Linked DNA regions of Mus musculus: region 2 is linked to region 1. Evidence: chromatin contacts called from public HiChIP or PLAC-seq data. All regions are on one chromosome and are shown on one strand. The core of a region is the stretch at or near the end of the contact, and the rest is flanking DNA. Distances in the headings are between cores, read along the strand shown.

The links. HiChIP or PLAC-seq counts read pairs in DNA pulled down with a chosen protein or histone mark.
Region 2: a contact with region 1 is called in an H3K4me3 HiChIP or PLAC-seq map of bone marrow-derived macrophages, with 4 times the contacts expected there. The contact joins two enhancer-like sites. A contact is called at or near these places in 2 of 39 promoter capture datasets (liver and pre-B cells) and 1 of 115 datasets of contacts at active chromatin or transcription factors (bone marrow-derived macrophages).

Annotation. Positions count from the first base shown.
Region 1 is chr15:99,813,436-99,816,177 of GRCm38.p6, forward strand. All of the region lies in intron 4 of Lima1 (LIM domain and actin binding 1), which reads right to left. Among named protein-coding and RNA genes, the nearest start is that of Gm17057, 3.1 kb to the right of the region's middle. Within about 2 kb of position 1,341, at least 21 of the 459 cell types and tissues checked have an H3K27ac peak or open chromatin away from gene starts, as enhancers often do. A contact at or near this core is called in bone marrow-derived macrophages, where this site is marked.
Region 2 is chr15:100,203,453-100,206,194 of GRCm38.p6, forward strand. Dip2b (disco interacting protein 2 homolog B) reads left to right here. Exons shown (of 38, transcript NM_001159361.2): 33 at 1,631-1,692. Among named protein-coding and RNA genes, the nearest start is that of Atf1, 23 kb to the right of the region's middle. Within about 2 kb of position 1,334, at least 88 of the 459 cell types and tissues checked have an H3K27ac peak or open chromatin away from gene starts, as enhancers often do. A contact at or near this core is called in bone marrow-derived macrophages, where this site is marked.

The DNA of each region.
Region 1 (2,742 bases), core at 91-2,590:
TTGAACTCAGAAATCCACCTGCTTCTGCCTCCCATGGGTCAGAATTAAAGGTATGTAACCACCATACTTCACTTTTTTTTTTTCAAGAGAGAATCTCACTATGTAGCCCTGGCTGTCCTGGGATTTGCATTGTAGACCAGGCTAGCCTTAAACTCAGTGAGACACACCTGCCTTGCATTGTAGACCAGGCTAGCCTTAAAATCAGTGAGACACACCTGCCTTAAACGTGTGAGTCATGGGAGGTTACACCTGGCAAAGTTGATTCGCAAGCCAGGTGTTGTGGTGCGTGCCCATAATCCCAGCTTCTGGGAGGTAGAGACCGGAGGATCAAGAGTTCGAGGGCAGCTTCTGAGAACAGCCTGGGCTATGTGAGATCCTGTCTCTGCCCCACAGAGAAGCTGACTCAGCACATTATGAAGAGTCCTGTACTCCTTCACTCCTTCAACTCCTTCTACCTTCTCACCTGGACCTTCCTTCAGACTCCCATATTTCCTAAAAACCAAGGATGGAGGGAAGAAGAGCAGGGTTTAGGGGAAATCGGATTTTGCTGACCTACAGATGGAAATGGTGAGGTGTTCATCTCTTAATATCTCAATGCATTAAGTGATAAAAAATTTTTCTAGACAAAATGGTTTGTTTATATAAGAAACACACATGGGATGGTGATGACTGACTGATTGGGGGGGGCACAGGGGCAGCTCGCTGTGAGGGGAGCCATCCCTGGGCTCTATAAGAAAGCAGGTTGAGCAAGCCAGTAAGCAGCACCCCTCCATGGCCTCTGCATCAGCTCCTGCCCGCAGGTGCCTGCCCTGACTCCCCTCAGTGATGGACAGTTACCTGGAAGTGTAGGTGGAATAAACTCTTTCCTCCCAGTTTTTTTTTTTTTTTTTTGGTTCTGGTGTTTTGTGTTTTATCACAGCAATAGAAATCCTGATAAAGGCAGAGAAGTGCTTTTCTCCAGATACAAGATGTTTGTCTACGCTTTCTGTATTTTCAAGTGTTTGATAAAAATTGTATTAGCCTTACAATAAGCGGAAAAGGAGGAGGAGGGGGAGGAGGAGGAGGAAGAAGAGGAGAGAGGGAAGGAGGAAGGGAGGGAGGGAGGGAGGGAGAGAGGGAGGGAGGGAGGAAGGGAGGGAGGGAGGAAGGGAGGAAGGGAGGGAGGGAGGAAGGGAGGGAGGGAGGGATACTTTGTATCTAGTAAGCTAATTCAGTAGTTTACAATCTGGGCCAGGAGAAACAGCACAGCTGTCTGAGTCCTCCCTGCTCTTGCAGAGGACCCAGGTTCCGTTGCCAGCAGCCACACGGTGACAGCCACACGGTGACTCACGCTCAGCCACAGCTCCAGCTCCAGGGATTCCGACGCCGCCTTCTGACCTCCACGGACACCAGGCACCCGTGTGGCACACGCATAAAATATAAGACTAGTTAAGAATCCCACAAACCCAACAACCAGCGAAGCTGTCGGGATGACGCGCTCGGGCGGCGCTGGTTTTGAAGTAGCTGAGCGTACATAAGAAAAAAAACGCCCAGAAGAGTGTTTCTTCTAAATATGGTATACATCGCAGAATACAGCCCAAAGAAATTACTCAAGACAAGACTCTTCTGCCAAGATGCTCAGAGCTAGAAGAGAATCTAATTATTGGGAAGTGATGACACAGCATAATGAAACACGTCCCCATAAAAGGGGAAGCCCATGAGCTCGGAAGATGCATTCTTGAACTATGTGACAAAGACTAAACAGTGACAAAGTAAAACAAATTAAGGGAGGTGAGCATTGATTAAAGCCCAGCTTTAAAACCCAGATACGGGCTGGGCGTGGTGGCGCACGCCTGTAATCCCAGCACTCGGGAGCCAGAGGCAGGCGGATTTCTGAGTTCGAGGCCAGCCTAGTCTACAAAATGAGCTCCAGGACAGCCAGGGCTATACAGAGAAACCCTGTCTCGAAAAACCAACACCCCCCCCCAAAAAAAAAAAAAAAAAAACCATATACACTGGGCAGTGGTGGTGCATGCCTGTAATCCCAGCACTCAGGAGGCAGAGGCAGGAGGGTCTCTGTAAGTTCAAGGCCAGCCTGGCCTACAGAAAGAGTTCCTGGACAGCCAGGGCTACATAGAGAAGTCCTGTCTCAAACCCCCTAAAATAAACAAACGGAAAGAAACAGAAATTCAGTGGAATGGGAAAACAGAGAGCTTATGATGTGTGTGTGGCAGGTGCCACTGGTTGGAAGCAGGAAGCAGGGAGTTGGCGTAAATCAGATCAGAAGAGATGTCTGACCTGTGGCTGATACATCAACAACAGCCATTCAGGGAAAGAAACTGAAAAATACCAGGATTCCTCAAGAGGCAACTTTACATCTAGATCCTTCCTTATCTCGCAAAGGACTGAAGGATCACACGAAACCATTAATCACAAACTTTAATTTATATGGATGTGTCTTTTATAAGACACGTTCAGCTACAGTGAGGAGTCAGGTACAACAGTCAAACTTTCAAACTATATAAACTAGAGGTGACATACTAAACCAATTAAAAGTTAGGTTAATAGGAGTATGAATGCAGGGGTGGTAATATACACCAATCTTCCCAGAGCTTGGGAAGAGACAGGAAGATAAGGAGCTTATGACCAGCCTGGGCTACAAGTGACCCTGCCACAAACCAAACCAAACCAAAACCTGGATTTGGCTCCTAGCACCCACACAGTGGTTCACAACCATCCATAACTCCAGTTCCAGGGAGTCTG
Region 2 (2,742 bases), core at 84-2,583, 390 kb after region 1:
AGATTTATTTATTTAATGTATGTGAGCACACTGTTGCAGACACACCAGAAGAGGGCATCAGATCCCATTACAGATGGATGTGAGCCACCATGTGGTTGCTGGGAATTGAACTCACAGCCTCTGGAAGACCAGCCTGTGCTCTTAACCCCTGAGCCATCTCTCCAGCCCCCTTGGGTGATGTTTTTTACACTAGACTGGCCATTTCCCAACTAGACTCCCCAAGTTATTTACTGTTTGAGTCTCACCTGGGTTATTTCTGCTCCATCTGACTGTCCTCAGGAGGCATTTCTCTTGGCCACATGTCCTAGTCCATCCTGTCTAATGGAGACCTCTGGCTCTCCTGTCTTCTTTCTCCTTCCTCCCTCGTGGTCCCTACCTGTGACCCCTAAGCCTAGGAACCAAGGCCTTGTCTACTCTATTCTCCAAGTAATTGGCTGTCAGCCACTTTTGTTTAATCAGTCAGAGACTAAAAACAAGCAAAGTTTACACATCATTTGGTGTATGGGGGAAAGTGCTGGTTTTGACTGCAACCAGATCCAATGTTTAGCATTTTGAAAACAAGCAGTTCCAGACCAGCTCCAGCACCATGAAGTTCTTGTTGCTGCTGCTGGGTCTTTGAGACAGAGTTGCCTGACCATGAACTCACAGCAGTCTCCCTGCCTCAGTCTTCTGACCCCCTGAGTAGACTGTGAGGCCTTGTAGTGTCTTCAAGGCCATGCTGCTCTGCCTGAGACTGGTTCTGCTGGGTCACTGTGGAGATTTAGGCTTTTTATCTTGCCTGCTGCATCTCCTATGTTCATCTATAAAATGATGCCTTTGTTTGCCCAGGGTTGGCCTACAGGTCAGCGGATTACTAGGGAAGCACTCAGACAAGAGCAAGCCAGTGGCCTCCATGTGATACTCTCTCCTAGTACAGAGTGCTCCAGGAACCTCCCTGAGTCCCTTTTTTTTTTTTAAAGATGTATTTATTTTATGTATATGAGTACACTGTAGCTGTACTGATGGTTTTGAGCCACCATTTGGTTGCTGGGATTTGAACTCAGGACCTTCGGAAGAGCAGTCAGTGCCCTTAACCTCTGAGCCATCTCTCCAGCCCCCTGAGTCCTATTTTAATGTCATTAATTAATTAATATACATCCTTCTTGTCCCCCATATTTTGCCTTCTAAAAATAAAGCTGCATCTTTTGCCATGTTGTTCTGGGTAGATCTAGAACAGTCTGACTTTATGTGCTTGGCAGCTCATGAGGCAAGTGCATGCATGCATAGCCAAGGGGAAGAGAGGGTGACTAAGACTCTGGTCTCCAGTGACCCAGGTCAAGAGGCTTGCAGGAAATGTCATCATACTTCCCTGTAGAGTCCCATCCTGCCCCTTGCTCTCATCAGCCCCTGCTCTGAGCCCTGGGTAGGGAACTACCCAAACCCACTCCCCAGGCTTGGTACTGCTTCATTGCTGCAGAGATAGCCAAGAGGTTGCCAGGCCCAAGGCTCCTCCCCGCTCCCCCTTTTATGGCTCACTTGGTTAAAGAGAAAGTGAGAATGAGCTCTCCGACAGCAGACATTTCCCATTTGTGGAAGAGAGACAGCTCGTTCAGGCTTTAAATAAACAGTGTGCTGGTTTGTTCTTCTTTAGGGAACCTCAGGGCCGGATCCAACAACTGTGTATGTGGATCTGAAGTCGCTGAGACATGACAGGTATGGTGAGCACAGAGCTTGACCTCAACATCAGCACCCCTGTCCTGCTCTTGTTTACATCTTGAGGGGTGATGCAGGAAGGGGAAGGTCTCATGTCTGTCATTAGTAAATAATAGGAATTTTGTTTATGAAAAAAAAGCTTCAGTTCTCACAGTTGCTTCATTGACATTAGCTTTAGGCCTTGGTTGGTTTTTCATCACCCAAGAGGTGGAGTAGGATTTGAAACCCCAGTTTGTTATATAGTCTGAGCTGGCCTAAAACTTACAGCCATCCTCCTGCCTCTGATTCTGCTAGATTATAGGCATGAGGAATCATGCCTGGCTTGCTGTATTGTTCTATAATTAAAATGTAATCTTAGTTTCTAGCTATAAATGTATATACTTTTGTGGGGCTGCGTGTGGGGCGCACGCCTTTAACTGTAGCACTCAAGCAGGCGGATCTCTGAGTTCCAGGATAGCCAGAGCTATACAGGGAGACCCTGTCTCAAAAACAAAAACAAAAACAAAAGAAAACAAACAATAGATAGTGTCTTTGTTCTGCAGTTCAAAAAAATGAGGCAGACGTGAGGCCAGGACAGGGCTTTGACACAACACTTAATCTGAGTCCATAGTTTGTGAAGCCGCTTTTTCTCTCACTGAGATTTTAAGTTTTGTCCCACAGCGTGATGCTGAGATACGGAGCCCTTTGCACATTAGGCTGGTGGCTAGTCCCCAGTGTGCCTAGGCAGAGACCCCAGGCCACACTCGTGCTGGGTGTGTGTGTGTGAGCATGCGTGCATATGTGCGCACCAGAAAACTACCCTAGGTGGTGTTACTTGGTTCCTCAGGGACCATCCACCTTGTTTTCTGGGACAGGGTCAATCTCTGAGACCTGTGGCTTGCCAATTCTGAGAAGATTGCTCTCTGGGCAGCCTCGTAGACTCCCCTGTCTCTGCCTCCCAGCACCGGAGTCATGGACATGAGTCACAGTACTTGGTGTCACGGTTAAGCAGCAGCACTCCACCTGCTGACATATCTGGTGGCCTGACGGCAGGTCTCCTTCCCTGGAGAG